5 separate regions of the Mus musculus genome follow, and regions 1, 3, 4 and 5 are each linked to region 2. A link is a contact called in public HiChIP or PLAC-seq and promoter capture Hi-C data. All regions are on one chromosome and are shown on one strand. Each heading gives the region's core, a stretch centred on a gene start, on an enhancer-like site or on the middle of the called end of the contact. The rest is flanking DNA. Distances are from core to core; before and after follow the strand shown. Region 1 holds the start of Vipr2 (vasoactive intestinal peptide receptor 2). Region 2 holds the start of Wdr60 (WD repeat domain 60). Region 3 holds the start of Ptprn2 (protein tyrosine phosphatase, receptor type, N polypeptide 2). Region 4 overlaps Ncapg2 (non-SMC condensin II complex, subunit G2). Region 5 overlaps Ncapg2 (non-SMC condensin II complex, subunit G2).

The links. Promoter capture Hi-C pulls out the DNA fragments that hold promoters and counts their contacts. HiChIP or PLAC-seq counts read pairs in DNA pulled down with a chosen protein or histone mark. Capture Hi-C pulls out chosen DNA fragments and counts their contacts.
Region 1: a contact with region 2 is called in a promoter capture Hi-C map of adipose tissue. The contact joins the promoter of Vipr2 here to the promoter of Wdr60 in region 2. A contact is called at or near these places in 17 of 39 promoter capture datasets (the 3T3-L1 cell line, 3T3-L1-derived adipocytes, the C10 cell line and 11 more), 2 of 484 Hi-C or Micro-C datasets (embryonic stem cells and trophoblast stem cells) and 2 of 9 other capture datasets (adipose tissue and pancreatic islet).
Region 3: a FOXA1 HiChIP or PLAC-seq map of pancreatic cancer cells shows a contact between it and region 2. The contact joins the promoter of Ptprn2 here to the promoter of Wdr60 in region 2. A contact is called at or near these places in 16 of 39 promoter capture datasets (the C10 cell line, the HPC-7 cell line, cranial neural crest and 10 more), 5 of 484 Hi-C or Micro-C datasets (cortical neurons, embryonic stem cells and nephron progenitors), 2 of 115 datasets of contacts at active chromatin or transcription factors (bone marrow-derived macrophages and pancreatic cancer cells) and 3 of 9 other capture datasets (adipose tissue, liver and pancreatic islet).
Region 4: a promoter capture Hi-C map of the 3T3-L1 cell line shows a contact between it and region 2, with 2.1 times the contacts expected there. The contact joins the enhancer-like site here to the promoter of Wdr60 in region 2. A contact is called at or near these places in 13 of 39 promoter capture datasets (the 3T3-L1 cell line, the C10 cell line, the HPC-7 cell line and 9 more), 2 of 115 datasets of contacts at active chromatin or transcription factors (bone marrow-derived macrophages and embryonic stem cells) and 3 of 9 other capture datasets (adipose tissue, liver and macrophages).
Region 5: a contact with region 2 is called in an H3K4me3 HiChIP or PLAC-seq map of bone marrow-derived macrophages, with 2.2 times the contacts expected there. The contact joins the enhancer-like site here to the promoter of Wdr60 in region 2. A contact is called at or near these places in 7 of 39 promoter capture datasets (the C10 cell line, the HPC-7 cell line, HPC-7-derived erythroid cells and 5 more), 3 of 115 datasets of contacts at active chromatin or transcription factors (bone marrow-derived macrophages, embryonic stem cells and stem cell-derived neural progenitor cells) and 4 of 9 other capture datasets (adipose tissue, liver, macrophages and 1 more).

Annotation. Positions count from the first base shown.
Region 1 is chr12:116,075,385-116,079,548 of GRCm38.p6, reverse strand. It overlaps Vipr2 (vasoactive intestinal peptide receptor 2), which reads right to left and starts at 1,823. Exons shown (of 13, transcript NM_009511.2): 1 at 1,656-1,823. The coding sequence starts at 1,703. Gm46383 (a long non-coding RNA gene) reads left to right here and starts at 1,318. Exons shown (of 3, transcript XR_001780734.2): 1 at 1,318-1,514; 2 at 2,045-2,178; 3 at 3,700-4,164.
Region 2 is chr12:116,261,633-116,265,550 of GRCm38.p6, reverse strand. Wdr60 (WD repeat domain 60) reads left to right here and starts at 2,526. Exons shown (of 22, transcript NM_146039.3): 1 at 2,526-2,700. The coding sequence starts at 2,686.
Region 3 is chr12:116,483,246-116,487,353 of GRCm38.p6, reverse strand. It overlaps Ptprn2 (protein tyrosine phosphatase, receptor type, N polypeptide 2), which reads right to left and starts at 1,634. Exons shown (of 23, transcript NM_011215.2): 1 at 1,381-1,634. The coding sequence starts at 1,489.
Region 4 is chr12:116,458,152-116,461,995 of GRCm38.p6, reverse strand. It overlaps Ncapg2 (non-SMC condensin II complex, subunit G2), which reads right to left. Exons shown (of 29, transcript NM_133762.4): 29 at 1-1,432. The coding sequence ends at 1,381. Among named protein-coding and RNA genes, the nearest start is that of Gm25112, 17 kb to the left of the region's middle. Within about 2 kb of position 1,480, at least 29 of the 459 cell types and tissues checked have an H3K27ac peak or open chromatin away from gene starts, as enhancers often do. A contact at or near this core is called in adipose tissue and bone marrow-derived macrophages, where this site is marked.
Region 5 is chr12:116,441,249-116,444,985 of GRCm38.p6, reverse strand. Ncapg2 (non-SMC condensin II complex, subunit G2) reads right to left here. Exons shown (of 29, transcript NM_133762.4): 24 at 1,862-2,049; 25 at 545-685. Among named protein-coding and RNA genes, the nearest start is that of Gm25112, 34 kb to the left of the region's middle. Within about 2 kb of position 2,230, at least 7 of the 459 cell types and tissues checked have an H3K27ac peak or open chromatin away from gene starts, as enhancers often do. A contact at or near this core is called in bone marrow-derived macrophages, where this site is marked.

The DNA.
Region 1 (4,164 bases), core at 574-3,073, 190 kb after region 2:
CGTACTGGTAACATTGTTATCATTGAGCAGCTTGGTGTGAAACACTTTTTTAAGAATGAGAGGGATTGGATGGAAGAGGCAGCGCTGAGAGAAACAGATCTGATCCAAGGAGCCATGGAAGGTTTCTGCAAAGCTTTCACGGAGTCCTTAGGCACTGAAGCTGAGCGCCAGCCAGAGAGTATAGAGAGCATCTGAGCTCGCAGTCCAGGAAGGCAGCATTTTCTGATCGCTGTTCTTATAAAGACCCAGTGTCCTTCCTCCCAGGCTGGGCTCCTTGTGGAGCACTCACTCTCATTACTTGTCTGTCTGTCTGTCTGCTTCAGTTTCTCCCTGTCTTAACAAAAATTTGCTTTTACAAGACAGTAATGCAAAGGAATCCTGCTCAGTTAGGTATGGCTATCTCTGTGTTTAGTTATCCTACTGTTGATCTAGGCCAGCTAGCATCCCAACGAGGAATACAATTTCCCAATAGAATCAAAGGACAAAACTCAATGTTGAATTTTTCTGCTACATTCACTTCATTTAAAATCACTTGAGGTACCTTGGATTTACCAGCTCATTGCTACACAACCACTAAAATGCAGAGATTCGGAGGTCAAGCAATAGCAACTCACTGATCTGAATTTCAGAACTGATGAGATGATAAATTAAGGTGCTAAAAGCCTGGTATTGCTGACATTCCTGGAACATGGGGAACGATGAAATGTTGGGATGTCTGAAAGGTTAAAGTGATTGGAGTCCCGAGGATTCTCGAGCATCCTTGGGAAGCTTCCCTCAGCTGCCCGTGGGGGCAGAGAAGATATGCTCCAGAAAACTGAAATTTCATCAACAATGACGGATGGATTTCCTTAAACATCCCCTCCCCTCTTGCTGCACACACTAAGCTTAGTTGGCTCCCTCAGCCGGAGGCCTAGATATGTGTGGAAACCTTAAGCTCCACAGGGATACAGTTCTCAGAGCAGAGAAGCAAATGCAAGAAATAAGGCTCAAGCCCTTCTTTTTCTTTCTTAAGAAAGGTTTTCAAATAAAGGGTAGAGTTCCGGAGAACTACATAAAACCAATGCAACCCATGTAACAAACTTCGGTTCAGGGGTTCTTTTGGCTCTCTTAAGAAGAAGAAGAAGAAGAAGAAGAAGAAGAAGAAGAAGAAGAAGAAGAAGAAGAAGAAGAAGAAATAAAAAAGAGAGTATTTCCAAAAGGAAACTTTCTTAGCCACAGCACTTTCCTTCTGTCACATACTAAACAAACACTCAGACCAGGAGATGGAAAGAGAAATATTTAACCACAGAGTAACAGCAGTTTCTATCGGAAGCAAAGTCAGAGCAGGTGGCCCGGGCAGCGGCCACTCTTCTCGCTGGGTGCTAGGGGTGTTCCCAACTCCAGGAGCACTGCCAGACCAGGACCCAGGTCGTCCCAGGGGCGGGGGTCGAGGAGAACTTCAACCCCACTTCTGGCGAACCCGCAACGGCGGTGGGAATAGGAAAATTCCCCTGAGTCCAGCAGCCCAGGGTTTGGTAAGGCTCAGTAGGAAGCATTCTGCTCTGGATTGTCTCCCCTGGCCCCACGCTCCGCCCGCTCGTGCTGGGACTCGGAGGTGAGCCCCGCGGTCCACTGCAGGATGCGCCTCTTCGGGAAGTGGGCGCGGGTTCACTCACCCGCACCAGCAACCAGCAGTAGCAGGTCAGCACCACCGACGCCCTCATCTTGGGCTCAGCGTGCTGCCTCGGTCCTTGGCGCCTCAGCAGCACGGTCCCCTGCTCCGGGCCTCCCAGCGCGGATTTCCTCAGTCTCGCGCCTATCGCCCTCTCCGCCTTCCAGGCTGCAAGTCCCGGCCCCGCCCCTCGGCCCAGTCCCCGCCTCGCGCCCCTTTCTCCTTTTTGCGGAGTCTCTCTCTGGCACTCCGGTCCACCAGATCTCTGTCCAAACGTCCCTCCTTCCACCCCTACTTCCCTCTGAAGTGCAAGACCCTGGGCCTCACCCCGACCCCCTCCTGGCCTGGGTACTTCCCTTGTCAGCCCTGCTCTCTCGCGCTCCTTCCTCCCAGGCTCCCTCTGCTAACCGAGCTGTACTGCCTCCCTCCTCTGCGACCCCACTGTGGGCTGCCGTGTTCAAGCCTTTGGAGAGCTGGTGGCTCAAGTAAGCAGATGCTCACCCACAGAGGGCATTGCCCAATTCCAGGTAAGGGAACTTGAGCGCTGAGGTAGCATCTGGCACCAACTCCCTGTGCAAATGCGAAGCCTGTGTGCAGCACAAGGAAAAAGTGCAGAAAGTGGCTGGACGACCATGGTTAGGTCTGCACTGGTGTGAGCAGAGAGAAAAGAGAAAGCTCTTGCATGGCTCCCCTTGAGAGCCTAAGGCCAAGTTGAACAGAAAGCAGAGACTTCATCAACGCAAAAGTGGGTCTGCTCATCGGCACCCCAAACCCTCAGGTGACACGTGTGTGGCTCATTGTACACTAGGCTTGTGGAGACACTGCCACTGTTCAGCTATGGTTTGGCTGTCTGTCGACAGACCAGTCTAGGGAAGAGCAGAAAGCTACCAGCAGACAATAGTACTCCATTAAGTAAAGCAGGCAAGTTTTAAACTTCTTATTCAGATATAATTTCAAGCCCAAAGTCAGAAGTCTGAAATAGTACAAAATGTATCCTTCACACTTTGGGGTGTCTATCTGCCCATTATTTTTCTCCCCACTGAGTTCATCATGTGCTCCATGACATCAGAGCCCCGTGTACCCTTGGACCTAGGTTTCTATCTGTTTTCTGTCACCCTTCCACTATCTGTGCATCTGCCTGTGTTTGTCCATCAGGGGATTTTATGGAGGAGAAGGTCTGGGCACTAGGTCTGCAGCTTGGGGCCAGGAAGCTTGGGCTCTGGCTTTGTCCACAACCCCTGTCCGCTGTTTCAGCCAGTGAACCTGATCCACCTGCACATTTGTAAATCACAACATCGACCCCTGCCATTGCTCCATCCCAGAGGGTTACAATTAGAATTAGGAGAGCTGATACACCTGAATTGTTGTGAGGGATGCATTCTAAAGTCACGTCCGGATGTTATTGGTCAAAACTGGGTGAGACGCCAGGGTTCCAACCACAGCAATGGCATATATGATGAGATGAAGTGATAGTCCTGACAAGGATGAGATACAGGCACGGGGAGACAAGAGGGACTTGTTTTCCTGGGGGTATCCTGGAGGAGCGAAGGTCCTAAAAAGACTGGTCATGTCTTTCAAGGTCTCTCCATTCTTCTGAATTGGGGTAAGGAGAGAGAGAGAGAGAGAGAGAGAGAGAGAGAGAGAGAGAGAGAGAGAGAGAGACTCTTGTGCCTATGGTGACTGCTTGGTTCTGATGGGACTTCACATTGTTCACAGCCTGGATATGAACCTGAGTTCAGCCTTGTGTTGTGCCCTCCAGCATCCTCCAGACCTGCTCTTAGCCCCGTTTCATCTCTACCTACTGATGTCTGGCCTTCCTATCCCTTCCCCACTGACATCCTCTTGGGCAGTTTCCTGGCACCTTCCACTTGAGTGGCTGCTCTGGTTTCCAGACTCTAGGGTTTCAGTCCTCACTATCACGGAGGCTTCTCATACCCAAAGCAGCAGCAGCAGCAGCAGCATTTGGGGCAGAGTTCTTCACAAGCCATTTTAGCTAACCCTCTGTTCTCTTAGGATGTGGTCACAGAGTCCCTTTGCTTTTTTGCCAGTGAAGTTTTGGGTCAGCAATGACGGCCAAACAGCTAGCACCTTCCACATGGAGTGGGTCCAGTGATGAAGCTTATCAGAGACATTAGAAGCCTGTATGAGCACATAAGAAGAGGATCCTCAGGAGCTGACAAGACAATACCCAGTAACATCCGCTGACTCCCCCTCAGAAGTGCTGCTGCCTTCGTATCTACAAGAGCCTGGTGTTCAACATAAAATCTTCAACAACAACAAAGAATGAAAGCGATTGTTTCATCTCTGTTTGTCTTACTTTTACAAAACGACAGTTCTTTCCCAGCACTTCCTTCTGACACCGCCCTGTAATAAGGGGAGCAATTTCAGGGGAGTACATAAACTGAATCTATTTGCTGTGCCTGGAGGGGGTGGTTATGAGAGACACTCGACCCATTAGGGGCTACAGCTGCGGTTGTCTCCAAGGCTTCTGCACCTCTCATGTGCACAGAAGG
Region 2 (3,918 bases), core at 1,277-3,776:
CTGGGCTTTGAGTGTTAGAGACTCAGCTTGTAGTGTCAGCACTCTCCAAAGCAGATAAGGGTTAGCACCTCTCTCAACAGCTTCTCAGAGAACTTGGAAGCGCTCTGTTCTCTTACTGTTCTCAAGAGATAGCAGCCCTTTTTGTTACTGACTCTCAATATAATTCTCTCAGCCTGCTCTAGACATTTAAGTAAGAAAAGTAAAACTGTGGGAAAGCAGCTTTATTAAGATTTATGCTGCAGCACAGTACAATATACTACGCTGCTGAGAGTAGCAAGTGTGATGGAGGCTTGTCTGGACTGACCTGAGGAGAGTGAGTGAGAACAGAGCTGCCTGTGCAGACAATAAGGGAAGACATGGGCATACATGCAGTCTCCTTTCTGCTGCTGAAGGAGTCTCTAGCAGAGGGTTGCCCATCTTCCTAGGCATGCTGGGCCTGATGCTTGTTCTGTCTGAGTATCAGAGTGGAACATTCAGAGTGGCTGTAGAGGTAGGGGAGTGATATCAATTCAGGAAAGTTTCAGGGCACCCGAAGCTGCTGTAGCCATCGTAAAGACTCCTGAACTGAACTAGTCACAGGGCATCAGATATAGCCAAGGTCTTGAGTAGTCCTCTGGAATAGCTCTTGAGGCATATCTGGCAGCCTGGCTATGCTCCAGTGTGGCAGCTATCTCCAGTAGCTAAGCCTAGAGAAAGGGTGACTCAGTCCAGCCTTTCCACTAGCCTAAGTAGTTCCAACTATCAAAGGTGGAAAGAAGAAAAGGAAGTGTACACCCTGGGGAAGGGTAGGATACTGATGCTGTTCTGTCTCATTGCCGCTTTGTATAAATACCTAGCTTATGTTAACAATATAGGTAGTCTTTATGGAACACCAATATACAAAGACATCCTGCCAATGCCACATGTGACTTTAAAGCCTAGAGAGATGTGAGAGAAAGGTACTGAGTTTTGTAACAAAGTTGGTTTTCACTGTGAAATAAAAAGGCTTTGTTTGTATCCATAATAATGTGAAATTATAAATTAGTGTATAATCTAATTAGGGACATGGAAATTAAAAATGAAGACTATACACAAAAGAGAACGGAGGATAGCAACAAGTACATAAGTTATAAACTTTGAATTAAATCTGTAGGAAAGTGGTGCTGGACCAACACAGGAATGTTTGGGAAGAGTGAATGGACAGGGTGAAGGATCCATCTCCCAGGCAGGCCATGCATCTGAACAGTGTGTGAATATTTAGGCGACTGCAGTGAGCAGAGAGTGGTGTTCCTTACTCGATCCTTCCCCTTCATTACCTGACTTTATTCTTTCCCCATGAACCTATCCCAACATCCAACTATAGCACCTGTCTCCCATTTGAATGCTTTGTAGCTTCACATTAAGAAGTTTTGTGTCATGACATTCAATACCCTTCACAAATTTGCACACACCTCCCTTTTCATCTCTAGCCATCTCTCCAGTCATGAAATCCAGACCCTTTGTTACAGGTGTGCTCTGCTCATTAAAGAAGCTTCTAATCACATGTGGGCTTTGGGTACTTGGGAGGTGGCTAGTCTTGACATATTCTGTAAGTAAAGAATTTTGAAGACACTACAAGTTTTTAAAAATACGTTAATACTTCAAATATATACTGCACGTTAAAGTGATAACAGTTTATGCCTGTCTCTGGTAAAATATACTATTAAATTTAACCTTTTTCAACTTTTGAAAATGTAGCTCCTGGGGTTGGGGAGATAGCTCCGTAGATAAAGCATTTGTCATGCAAGCACGCAGACCAGGGTCTGGATCACCATCACCCACGTAAAAGTCAGATGGGGCAGCCTGCTTCTAACCTCAGTGCTCATGAGGCAGAAATGGCCATAGGCAAGAACCAGTAAAATTCTGTAAGAACTGGACCAAAATAAACCACAGCCAACACCAAGATTACCTTCCCTCTAAGAAATGTACTGGATTAGTAGAAACAAAGATAATAGACCTTAAGCAAAGATGAAAGACTTAATGTATGTTAGTACCTTTTGTATGACAAGGATTTGGCTTAGTGACCTTTGTGTGGTGTTAAGTGAGTGGAAAGTCAAATTCTAACGTGGGTTACAGTAATATGTAACTTAGAAAAGTGTGCGAATAGTAAACTTCTCATCTGCAGAAAAAGCTCAGAATGCTAACATACGATCTAGATACTTCCTAAGTATCGCTAGGCAGACAGCCTAGTCTTGAACTCACAAAGATCCTTCTGCCTTGTCTCCATTGTAATAGAATTAACTAAAGGTGTGCGCTGCCGCAGTTGGCCACAAATGATTTTCATGAAAAGACAGTCTATAGGGTGTGAGTTGAGGAGGCAAAGCCTTGTTCAAGTATAAAGCTCAATCACCGTTTCCTTCCCATCTCTCGTTGTCAACTGTGAGGGTCAAAGAAGGATCAGACAAAGAAACTCAAGACATAAGAAAAGGCTCCTGCGTGTTTGCAGAAAACACGGGCGCGCAGGCGCGCGTGCTGGGGACGGCCGCGGGGCATGCTGGGCCAGCGCCTTCGGCCCGTTGCTAGGAGGCGGGGACGCCGGCCCTCCTGGGACCCAAGTCGCAGCAGGCCTGGCTGGCTGGTAGAGCTGAGCGACGGCGGGTTTATCTTCCTCCGGTGGCCCGCGCCTGCTGGGCCGAGGACACGCGGCTGTCCCGGCCTCGAGGAGCGATGGAGCCTGGGAAGGTCGGTGCGCCGCGGGGCCCAGCCTGGTCCGGCCCGCGCCCCCATTACCCCCCTCTTTCTTGGCAATGGAGATCGGGTTCCTCCTGGGCCTGCACTTAGGAGAGAGCTGGAGGCGGAGTTTGGGTCGAGGTCTCAGCTCTGCTGTTGCCTCTCACTTCTTAGCTCCAGGTGCGGTTTGTGGAGGAGTTTCTGGACTCATCCAGAGGCGAGGCTGAGTGTCAACTTCAGGAAGGCACAGGACTCCTGAAAAAAAAGTGCCGCAAGGTGAAACATGAGTCTCGTTAAGGTAGAAGGTTGTTGACTTTAACTTTGGTAGGTCGTTTATATCAAAAATCCATCTCTTAGGTTTTCCGGTTTGGTGCAATACAGGTTTTTAAAGTATGTCCTTATGGCCCTATTAACAACTCATGATAAATCCTATGAATTACCTTAGCGTCTATTATAAAGGACCCTTGTCTGCTTTAATTAATTTAGGTCTTCTCTTTCCATCTTTTAGTTTACTGGGTAAAAGTTTGCCCATTTTGTTGATCTTTCTGAAAGAGTCAGCTCTTTAGTTTCATTGATTCTTCGTACTGGTTTGTGTTGTTACAGTTTCTTTGATTTCAGTCCTGAGTTTGATTTTTTTTTTTTTGTGCCATCTACTCTTTTGGGGTTATTATTTCTTCTTGTTTTTCTAGGGCTTTCAGGTGCATCATGAAATTACCAATATAAAACCTCTCTAGTTTTTTGGTGGAGACACTTGGTGCTATGAACTTTCGTCTTACAAACTGTGTTCATTGTGCCCTGTAGGTTTGGCTATGTTGAATTTTTATTCAGTTTTAAAAAGTTTATTTTCCTCTGTGATTTTTGTTTTGACTCAATTTTCATTCAGTAGTAAGTTGTTCAGTGTCCATGAGTTTGTTTGGTATTGTTGATATTCAGCTTTACTCCATGGTGGTCAGATAGGATTCAGGGTGCTATTTCAGTTTTCTTATATGTATTGAGGCTTGCCTTGTGTTCTAATATGTGATCATGAGCTTTGGAAAAGAAAGAATATTCTTTAGAGTTTGGGTGGGATATTTGTGTGTGTGTTTGTCTGTCAATTTGACTTACGATATTTTTTGTTTGTTTTGTTTTTTCATTTGCTTTTTTAAACTCCAGCAACTTCTCTGTTTAGTTTTTTTTTTTTGGATGACCTGTCTGGATGGAAGTCAGGTATTGAAGCCATGCACTACCACT
Region 3 (4,108 bases), core at 385-2,884, 220 kb before region 2:
AAGCATCTCCTCCCGTGCTCTGCCATAAGGTAGGGCCACCTCTGGTGTCCTGCTACTCCCTGACCTGTTTGCAGCCTTGTGCCTGTGAAGGGTGACATCTGGCCATCTGGGCAATCAGCTCTCCCAAGAAGTAACAGGCCAGTTTCTAGCCAGTAAGAAAGGAATAGGAGAGAGAAAATTAATGTATATCTTAGTCTTCTGGGTTCATCTGGGGTGAACAAGGCAAAAGCTTCACACACACACACACACACACACACACACACACACATCCAGAACACACACACACACACACACACACACACACCCCTATTGAATAAAGGACACATTTAGCCACTCAGTGAGGAATAAGGGGCCTGTGAGCTGGTCATGGGGGAAGTAGACTGGGGAAAAAAATGCCTGTTCAAGGAGTCTCATGTGGTAGGCAAGGGCCTACTTTCCATCCTAAGTAGTTCCTGCAAACTAAACTAGACCCTCGGTGTGGAGAGATCAGGAGGCCAGGAAAGCCTAGGGAACCAGCCCTAAGCCAGCCAAAGGGCTGGGAGAGCAAAGATCCCTCCTCTCTGCAGTCCCTTTCTTTGAGTTTTGCAAGGTTGAAACACCTCTGAAGACCAGAGGCGGGAGGAAGGAGGTGTGGAGCCTGAGGGGAGCTCGGGCCAAGGCTGCAGCTCACCCCTCACTGCCTACCATCCACAGGCGTGCACACTCTCTCCTCTAATACTGATTGTTCTAGTCCATTATGTGTTGTAATTCTGGCCCCAAAGCCTCTTACAAACATTGGGTTTGTGGTAAATCTCCTTAACAGACAAGATTAGCAGGAGGGAGGTGCCATGTCAGAAAGGCCACCAGTTCCGCCCTCCCTCCCTGTCGCCTTTCCTTTTCCTTCCGCGTGTCAGGAAAGGAAAATGTCGGTCCAGTCTTCACCGGCAGACCGAGGATTTGCCTCGTGAGAGGGAAAAGGCAGGCGCAGCGCATGGTAGCAGGAGAGGACAGCCTCCATGGAAGGACCCAGCCACTCACTAAGCCACGTCCTGGCCCTTCAGGTAGCACGCGGAGCGCACGGACACACGTAGGGAACACGAGAGCAGGCAGGGCTCATAGACACTTGGGGCACGCGCAAAGCGTGGACACTCCGGGATGCACAAACACGCGGGGCGTGGACAACCGTATGGTTGAGCTGTCCCAGGTCCTTGACGCAGGGGCCCATAGCCAAAGGGGGTGGGGTCGGTCACTGGGGAGGGAAACTGAGGCGGGGAGGGGGGCGAGACCCGCCCCACGTAGCTGGCGAGGACCGGAAGACGCACGGCGGGCCCGCGGGCCCTGCGGCTGCGCACGGGCACACAGAACCCAGCGCCAGCTCCCATCCCCGCGCCCCTCACTCACCCAGGCGCCCCGGGAGCTGCCGGCCGCGGGCAGACGCGGGGGCGGGCAGAGCGCGAGGCAGCGGCGGCGGTAGCAGCAGCAGCAGCAAAAGCGGGAGCGGCGGCCCCATCCCCGCAGCCGGTTGGCGCTCAGTCCATGGCCGCGCGGGAGCAAGGACCGATAGGGACTTAGCGAGGCGGCGCCAGCTCCTTTCGCGGCGCTCTCAGCGCTCCTGCGGCGGCGCCGGCCGAGCTTCAGCACCGGACAGCGCCACCGGCCCCACCCCCGCCGCCGGCCCCGCCCATGACCACGCCCTCTGTCAGCCATGCACGTTCAGGCACGCCCACCTCGCGGGGGATAGGCAGGAGGTGCTCGCTCCCCTCCCGAGAAGCGGGTTCTATCCCCACAAGCTGTGGTCCCTTCTGCTTGGGATCTTCGAGGGTCACCCTGCAGTGTCCAGATCGGTTCGTGGAGAAAGGACACTTGGAAGTGTGGTTGTGCTGCTGAAACACCAAACTCCCTCTTATTCAGTGTTTAAACTCAACTGTCCGCAGTAAGTGGTGGCAGCTGTTGGGGTCTGCAGGCATAGATCCACTGGAAGCTGCATCTCGAAGGTAGGCCAAGAGAGGAAAACTTCAACTTTGTGCAGGGCCTGAATAGGAGGCTGATGGGGTGGGAGTTGCAGATGGAGTCCTCAAACAGAACAAAAGGAGTCAGAGTGACCGTGGAGTGTACCCCATGCGGCGTCGAGTCCGAATTTTAGACATGTTTACCTGGGGGCCTTCCATGCTCACAGTCCAGTCTATCCCTGGAATGGCCAGTGCTGAGGGACCAAGTGCAGATTCTCAGACCACTTTCCAAAAGACCCATAGACAAAGGCAGGATTCAATGGGGTGGTACCCCTGGCATCTGAAGACTGTGGGAGGTGTGTGTGTATATGTGAGTGGGTTTGTTTTGAATGTAACAGTCTCAACGTATGCATGCTTGCGTTTAAGGGAACAGCCCACTTCCTCCCTCAGGTCTCCCATAGAGCCAGTATCTTTCCATTTCGTGTCATTGTGTCACTGCTAGGAGTCCCAACCACCATCCTGAGTTTGCCCTCCCTTGCCTGGCCAGTCCTCTCACTTCCTTCCATCCCTCCCTTTAATGCCCCTTGCCACAAGGTCCCTTGGAGAAAGACTGCCTCTATTTGGTCTGACTGGGGCTTGGGGCAGCAGTGACGGAGCTATCTTTCAGTCCGGCCTATCTACAACTAACTAAACTAGGTGTTGGGCCTGAAGATTCTGACATCTATTCTCGCGCCTTTGTTGGGCCCCATCCTGATTTTGCCTTCCAAATCTTTTATCCCAGTCTCTCCTTCAGACCTTGTGCCCCCAACCTGGGGAAGTGAGAATGTACCTTAGTAGAAAAAGCCGTTACTCCAGAAGACCACCGCAACACTTCACAGCAACAGGGTCCCCTACAAAGGTGTTGCCTGTGGTCCTGAAAATGCCTGTCTGGTTAGGAAGAAGGATGGTAAGCCTCATATCACTTTGGCTCTGTTCACCATTTTCAGTAGCATTAGCAGTTAGAACACTACACCCCCAAACGGTGTAAGACCCTTAAGCAGACATCAATGACACCGATTCTCTTGCAAACTCCAAGAACTGCTTCAAGTGCCATCCTCAGCTCGTCTAGAATATCCTTGATCCCTGATGCCGAAACATGGATGAGCTCAGGGGTATATGTGTGTGTGTGGGGGGGGGTAAGGATGAATGGAGTAGCAGGGGACTGCCTGGGTGGGCAGATATGTCCTCTGATATCCTAACAGTCATGTCATGACTCTGGGGACAAGAACAACAGGAAAAGAAAACACACAGAAGGCTAGGTTCTTCATGACAGTGGTATTCAGATATCAAGGGCTGTTTGGTGAGTTTTCAGGAGAAGGCTTTATCAGCTTGCCCTAACACAGTTTCTCGAGTACAGAGGAACAGCTAAGTAACCTCCCATCCACCCTTAGTGAGGGTCGCTATAGCTCCAATGTAGAAGGGTCAGCTCTCTACAAAGTCAGATCTGATCACACTGGCAGTGACCCAGGGACTTGTAGAGCCCACACCAGCTGTCACAACCATCGGCAAGTAAGTAAGGCACCAGGGAGACCCAGAGGAGTTTACTTAGGCTTCCTGGGTCTACATCCTGGAGCACTGTTTGCTCTGGGCTGTGGTATCTCTCCCCTCATCTAGCCCTGTTTACTGTTCGACAGATTCTAGGCTGGGATTATTTGTCCTGTCATTATTTGACTTGCTGCTTAACACTTTCCTGAGCAAGGTCCTATCTCACAGCCATGGTCTGAACTTCAGAGCTCTGTGTCAACTTAAAGGCAGAAGAAAATGCCCAAGAGGAAAAGAGAAAAAGGCATGGCTCAGGAGGGACTGCAAGGATTATAACAGAAACAGCACAGGGCCTGGGGAGGCGGTGGCTCAGTAGGTAAAGCACTTCCGTGTAAGTGTGGGGCCTGAGTTTGATTCCCAGAACCCAGGTAAAGTTAGGCACAGCGGCTCATGTCTGTAAACCTGCTCTTACAGAAAGATGAGGGGTAGAGATGGGAAAATCCCCAGAAGAGAAGCAGTCAAGCATAGGGGACGACTTACTAACCTGGAACTGTACTTGGTTTAGGTTGTGCACACATCCCTGCTTTTAACAGTGCACTTAGCAGCCTGCACTGCTGCTAAAGGTTTTTATTTACCCACAGTATGCACACGCACGCATC
Region 4 (3,844 bases), core at 231-2,730, 200 kb before region 2:
ATTTGTCATTATAGCTGTCTGCAAGGCACACTGGTTCAACTTCTGCAACTGTCTAATCCTGTGTGATGTCAAATCCTCAGCCTGATCTGGTACCTTTCCTCTTTCCCACCTGCTGAGGCCACCCTCCATCGCCAGTGTAGTCAGTCATACCTGAGCTCTCTAAGGCTACTCAACCCTACTTGCCAGAGTCTTTGCTAGGGAAAGGATGTTGAGGGGGTAATACAGGCTATAGAATTCTAGCATTGCCCTACAGCCCAGCAGATTCTTCCACCATGGTGCTAGTGCCATGGTTCCTCCTATCATTTTTAAGCATTTTTAACGAAGGACATGAACTCATTATTGCCTATGTATGGCTGCATATTATGTCACTTTTAAACAAGATCCTTTTTCTCTTTTGTATCATTAACCCATCATTTATACAGGACCAGGGCAACCCTTTAACTCTTGAGTTCTTTGCTTACTCTTCAATAGTCAATACAGGAAAAGGCCGATGCCTCTGCCATCGACCTGCAGAGGGAAAACAGAGGCAACTGGGCACGTGTATCCACTGAGCAATACTTCACTGTGGCTTGAGAAACAACAATCATTTCTAGGTGGCAACTCACTCCTGGTCCAGGCCTTCCTCAATTCACTTCCACTTTGGTTGGCTTTTGGGCCTTTGTGTTTTGTTTTTGTTTTTTTCTTAATGCCTGCTCTGTCCCTGACTATGCATAGTACACAGCAACACTCAAACAAGAAATCTTCTCTGAACTGAGAATGCCTTTTGTAGAAGGAGGCTGTTGCCCTTAGAGTAAGGCTAAAATGTAAAAGTCACAGCTCAGATGTAAGAGTTGAGCTGAGCCCAAGTGCAATGGAGTAAGCAAGACACTTCATATCAGTGTATATATTACAACTGTTCAACAGAGGGCAATAAAATATTTTGATGAAGTGATTCTTTTTGTCTTTTGAAGAAAGGTCCTGTGTGGGCTAATGATAGCCCTGCTGAAAGGCCAAAGAGAAATCTGTTCCAGGAGAATTTCACAACAAATAATAAATAATGGGTAAGTCACAGGCCAAGGAACGTAAGAGCTGCCCATGCCACAGTTCCTACAAGCTTTGCCAGCTCTTCTGGAGAGAGTGGTGAGCTGCTTGCCAGTCTTTCTCTCACATGACTTTCATCACTCTCCATCTCTGCAAGCTGGTTAAAGGCACAGGGTACAGTAGAGCACCAGTGTTGTACTGGTCTCCATCTTTGGGCACCGTCAGACCTGGGTGTGGTCCTTAGGACTCCGGGCTTAGTCTGATGAAAAAAAAAAAAGCAATATACAAAAGACACACATTTTCACTTTCATGAGTCTTTTCTCTATTTCTACACACCCAGTGTTTTTGACGGTGGTTTTGTCATGGATTCAGAAATTCTCCCAAAGTTCTCATTGATGACTCATATAGGAATCTGAAAGAAATAGAGAAGACACAGATTCAGTTCCCCTCAAATGCAGAGTTTACACATGGTCTGCAGCAGACACATTTGAAAACAGCCTGTGCCCTACACAGAGCACAAGTTTCACAGCCGTAAAGGTAAACAGGCTCAGCACCCAACGCAGAGCCCATACCCTGAGACCCTGGTGATCACATCCAGGCACAGGCTCAGTAGCACCCACTCACTGGCAGCGTCCAGCCAGAGGGTACTTCTCTTAGTACTGCCCTTTTCTGAACTCTACTCTCACTAGCTCCATAGCACACAGAAGCACAATGTGGCTCGTCCTACCCAGCATTCAGTCCTGACCATTTACTGTATATGAGGAAACAAGAAAAATTAAAGCAATCATCCACCTTCACCACCATACTCAACTACTATGGCCACCGCTTCTCTGCCCCCAGTCAAGGGAGGACTGCCTGAATACCCAGCCCAGTGACAGGAACATTGAGGCAGTCTCTCCCCTGTCTTTCAGGGGTCCACTCCAATTTAAGTAACATGGTTGGACAGCTCCTACATAAATTACTGCAGGGTGCCACTGCAGACTTACACATACCTATTTACAAAGTGCAAGGTTCTGTGACATTCCATTGCTGTATATAATTACAAGGACAAGCCACATGTGGCAAGAACATGTTTTCCCACAGAGGCACATAAAGGAGAGTTTAAACATTTAATTGAATAACACTAGCAAGCAATAATAAGTAATGTAAGTAAGTAAACTCACTCCTATCTGCTACACTTGGGAGAAGCACAAAAACACATTACAAGAACAACTTAAAGAAACTGAGGTCATAAGACTCTTGTCTTGGTTTTCTTGGGAGTTTTCTCACAAGCACTCAGAATCCTCACATGACTCCACTCTTGAACCATGTTCTGACACTTCAGTATGGAGATAATTTTCTAAATACAACACCAAAACTCACAGTTGGATTTTGATAAAACTAAAATTCTCTGTTTTTCCAACATGGACCTAAGGTCAACTAGGGGTAGGGGTTGGGGGACACTAATGTAACAAGAGAATAATAAAGGCATAAACCACCAACTAGGTGAAAATATTTGTAAAACATATAAGGAGGTGGTACTAAAAGTATACAAAGATCCTTTCAAATCAAGTAAAGAAAACAATCGACCTAATTAAAATCTGAGCTGAAGATCCTTTTTTCTCTTCATTTTTAATTTTATGTGTATGGGTGTTTTGGCTGCACGAATTTCTAGCATAACATGCAAGTAGTGCTTGCAGAGCCTCGATGAGGGTTGTAAGATTCCTTGGGACTAGAATTACAGGTAGTTGTAAGCTGACATGTGGCTGATGGCAATCAATGTCTGGCTTCAGAAAGAACAACCAGCCAGTGCTCTTAATTGCTGAGATGGCTCTTGATTGTCACCTTAACTACAAATGAGAATGATCTAAAACCCAAGTTGCTTAGTCAGATTACTTGAATTAGGAAGATCCACCTAAATGGGAGGTCACACCTTCTGGAGACAGCCTACACAAAAGGCACAAAAGGACATGGAAGAAGTAGACTTTTTCAGTTGCATGCCCTCACTCTTTTTTTTTGTTTTTTTTTTTTGTTTTTTTGCTTGTTTGTTTGTTTTTTCAAGACAGGGTTTCTCTGTATAGCCCTGGCTGTCCTGGAACTCACTCTGTAGACCTGGCTGGCCTTGAACTCAGAAATCCACCTGCCTCTGCCTCCCAAGTGCTGGGATTAAAGACGTGTGCCACCACTGCCTGGCAAAAGCACTAGCATGCCCTCATTCTTAATGATAAGTTCATAAGTGGCTGCCAGTATTAAATCCCACTTCTTTAGGATTCCAACAAGACAAAAGACTAGCTGCTGTCTAGGAATCTTCCAAGATACCAGCACCAGATTGGTTCTCCTGAGTCATCCAGTCTTGTGGACTAAACAACTAGTGAGACAGCCATTGCAGGACTACTCAGACCGCATTCTACAAGCCAGTCTAATGAAACCATTTCTAATATACATTCATTTTGTTCCATCTGAGCACCAAAATGGATACATTCCATTTTTGTCTGCCTACTTGCCTATCAAGCCATCGTACTAAGCATGACACACAGTGCTATGTGGAAACTGAACAAGAATTCAGGTAGGTCTTCCAAATCCACTCCACTTGTCCACATAACTCAGCCAAACCACCCATCTGGCACCGTGAGGAATCTGACCAGAAGTCAAGGTAATGATGCCAAGAGCCAATCAGCCATCCTATCTACCAAGATACCCTGGGATCATATAGAGCTCTGTGCCCCTGACCAGAGATAAGTCCCCCAAAACTGGCCTCATGGCCACCTATATTAGGACAGTATAAAGTCCTGCATTCTGCCCCCCCCCCAGAGCCCTGCCAAAACTACCACTGTGGCCCCAGATC
Region 5 (3,737 bases), core at 981-3,480, 180 kb before region 2:
GTTTTTACAGAAGAGCCCAGGCTTAGTTCCCAGAACCCCAAAAGCACTGACAACAACCTGTAAATCAGTTGTAGAGTATCCGATACCCTCTTATGGTCTCTGCATGCATATGGTACACATAAACACACTTAGCTAAAACACTCATACATAATATTCAAGCTTCCTACGGTTGGAATGAAAAGAGAAAGACATGCAGAGAGTAAACCACTGTACACCAATAAAGTTCAGAGCAGTCCTGAATAGTCTGCCCAACTATCCCTGCTCTCATCTTCAGCAAAGAGGAAGCTTGAGAAACTATCAACTCACTCAAAAGTCTGAGAACCAAAAGACAAGTCCACATCCTGGAGCCTAGATCCACCTCCATCAGGAGTGATGGCATCCTCAGCACATGCTCCACAGCTGCCATCGGGCTCCAGACAGCCAACCAGCTGAATGGAAAGTACAGGAACTGGCCAAACAGTCCTGACCAAAACTAGAAACACCTGACCAAGTCCTATAAGCAGAACAGTTGAGAAAGAGCAGTTTCAGGATCCATAGACCTCACCTTCTGCAGCTGGTGACTTATCTCAACCACAGGTGCAGCAATCAACGTAGAAAGCACAGCATGGTGCACTGCAGTGTCCTTGTGCCAGGACTGGATGGTGGTGATGAATTCATGAAGAGGGGTCTGAACAGAATGAAAGAGCTACAAGAAATCACATCAGTCATTGTCAGTAGAGCGGTAAGAAAACAAGTACCAGGTGTGGTGGCTCACATCTGTATAAAAGCAAAACAACAGGCTGAGGCGGGAGGACTGAGGTGAGTTTGAGGCCTGCCTGGGCTACATTGTGAGTTCCAGGCCAACCTAAGCTAGAGAGTAAGATACTGCCTCCAAATAATAATAATAATAGTAATAATAATAATAAATGCCTGCTGGGTATTGTGGCATATGCCTTAGGAGGCAGAGGCAGGTTGATTTCATTGATTACAAGGCCGGCCTGGTCTACACAGTGAGTTCAAGGAAAGCTAGAGTAGAAAGAACCTCTCTCAAAAACAATAACAAAAAAATAAAACAAACCAATGATATAAAATATACCAATAGTAAAAAGGGAGGGATGACAGAAAGAAGGCAGTAACACTAAAAGCCATCAGCTCAGGCAGGATATTCTGAATGACACTACTCAGTAGATGGGGTAGACTTGGCAGGGATATTAAGATCAGGCATAAACCACATAAACAATATGTCAGCAATGTTCACATATTTCCATCAGGAAAGGCTAGAATAAAATCGAGACTCTTTAGTATTTCATAAATAACCTCTCATTTAAACATTTTTTAAAAATTAAAACAGTAACAGTTTACTGATAGAAAAAAGTGGCTCTCTGTTAATGATAGAATTTATTCAGGAACTGGCTTTGTACTATTTTAGGAACAGGTCTATTCCTTTAATCTTTTTAGGACCTGGCTCTTCAGTCATCCCAGTCTATGAGCTTTCTACCATCAAGAGAAAACTATGGTCCCTTCAGGGACATGGGGACATTAACAAATGATGGGAGTTAGCATTCTCCCAGGTAGTCACTGTTTCTGTTCAAATGAGCATCTTCACAAATATATTCTATCTGGGCCATCAGTCACCGAGCTATAGAATGTGGATCTGCATGCCACCAAAGAATGCAAGCATGCCTGGCATTAGGGTTGGCATCAACCATCACTCAATGCCTTTAGCAGACAGCACAGTAAGAGTCAATGTGGACAGCCACAGTCTCTATACACATCTAACCCAGTCGCCCTGAAAATACCCATCCACCCTTCCTACTAACACCCACCTCCCCACCCCACCACCACCCCCTATCAAATAACCCAGCCCATTCAAGCACAATACCGGAAGACTTTCTTCAGGTTGCTTCCTGAAGATACAGGCAATACATTCCAACATCTTCTGAAACACTTCCTGGACTAAGTCAAACAGCACTGTGACTTTTTCATCTGAATCTGTTTTGTGAATTATGGTGTTTCCAGCTATCTCCTTCAGAATGCCAAGAAGTAATGAAACATAAAAAAAACCCTTCACTAAAAAGAGAAAAGAAACATTAATTACCTAAGCACATGATTTAGTTGAAATTGCTCAATACATATGTATATGGCAGGATAGCAGAACCTATTACTATTGAGTCAGCACTAAGCATTTCATCAGACTGACCCAAACTAGAACCCAGCACACAAAAACTTCTTAGCCAGCAGCGACAGTACAGCTGACTCTGTCAGTAAAATAAGAACTTTGGTCACTGCATGTAAACAACTGGCAGTGTGACTCCTATGACACATGATTTAGAAAACAGAAACTTTCTCTTATATTAAAACCTAAGTGAAAACCCAAAAAGGACAACTCCAACCTCCCATCTCTCAATATCATTTGATAACCTCAAGAGATTTCTGATACTCAGTAGTAATTGTATTCCTTTGTTTGTTGTTTTTTCCAATTACCTCCCACTGGGTACATAATCTGTTCAAATTCATTCTGTGTAAGCCTGATAACACTATTACTCCATTTACCTTTCTAATCCATCTTTCCAGTAAAAGCCACAAAAACAGAGACAGTGGCCTGTCGCAGTAAACTTCAAGCGTGCCTTATCACCCTTTCCCACCCATCGCATGGCTCAGGTGCTGATTAACCTTTAACTTTTGGATACTGGATAGCAAGCCTCCTGCCAGAATCCATGCTACAAGATACACTAAGATAAAACAAGCATGTAGTAAAGCACAGAAATGATGTCACTCATAGAAAGCCTATTGTTCAGGTGACTACAAGGATGTCCAGACAATGGGCCTGGATAACAAAGGGTAAAGCCATTCGCTTACAAAATGGACTAAAAATCCAGCAAGCTGCCAGAGACCGTAACCAACTATATTCCCAAACCTTCCTGCTAAAAGGAAGACAGACTTCCCACCCCAGAAGCTCTCTATGAATCCTCTCTAGGTCTAAGACTGCCAGAATCAATAAGCAGCTGCATAAAATCACTAAACCACAACAGAAACTTTCAAGGATCTATTACTCTCATTCAGAGGAGGGTGGAAGAACTCATTACTCATATACATGTCTGTGGAATGTCCACTGAAGGGACAGGCGATGAACTCTTTAAACCAGGATACTGCTGACTAAGACCCAGACATCCTAATCTGGGCCACTGTGTTGGAGGCGGTGTCCTTGGGACAGGCTTTGAGGTTTCAAAACCCATGCCATTCCCAGTGAGCTCTCTCTCTTTCTGACTAATGGTATCTCAAGGTGTAAGCTCTCAGCTATTACTCCACCTCCATGCTTGCCTGCCTGCAGCCATGCTCCCTGCCATGAAAGTCAGAGATTCCCTTCCCCAATAAACTCTGTTTTCTATAAATTGCCTTAATCATGGTGTCTTATCAGAGCAATAGAAAAGTAACTAAGACATATAACTAATTTCTGAAAATGGTTTATTCATTTTGCCTCTTTCAAGCAGAGCAAAAATTTCGAAACATAGTAGATTCTAGGTCTTACCTCCCTAAACTACTGGACTCAGGTCCAGCTCTGAATCTGATCTAAAGGGATTGTGCAGTACTATGTGATAAAATGAACTAACTGGACTGCAAAATCTGGTTAGTCCTACAATACTAAATTTTATGCATAATTAAAAATAGATTCAGCCCTTAGGCAAAACAATTCCTAAATGATGAATGAAGTGATGAATGAATTTTGGTTATTTCAATTCCAAGCTATATCTATCACT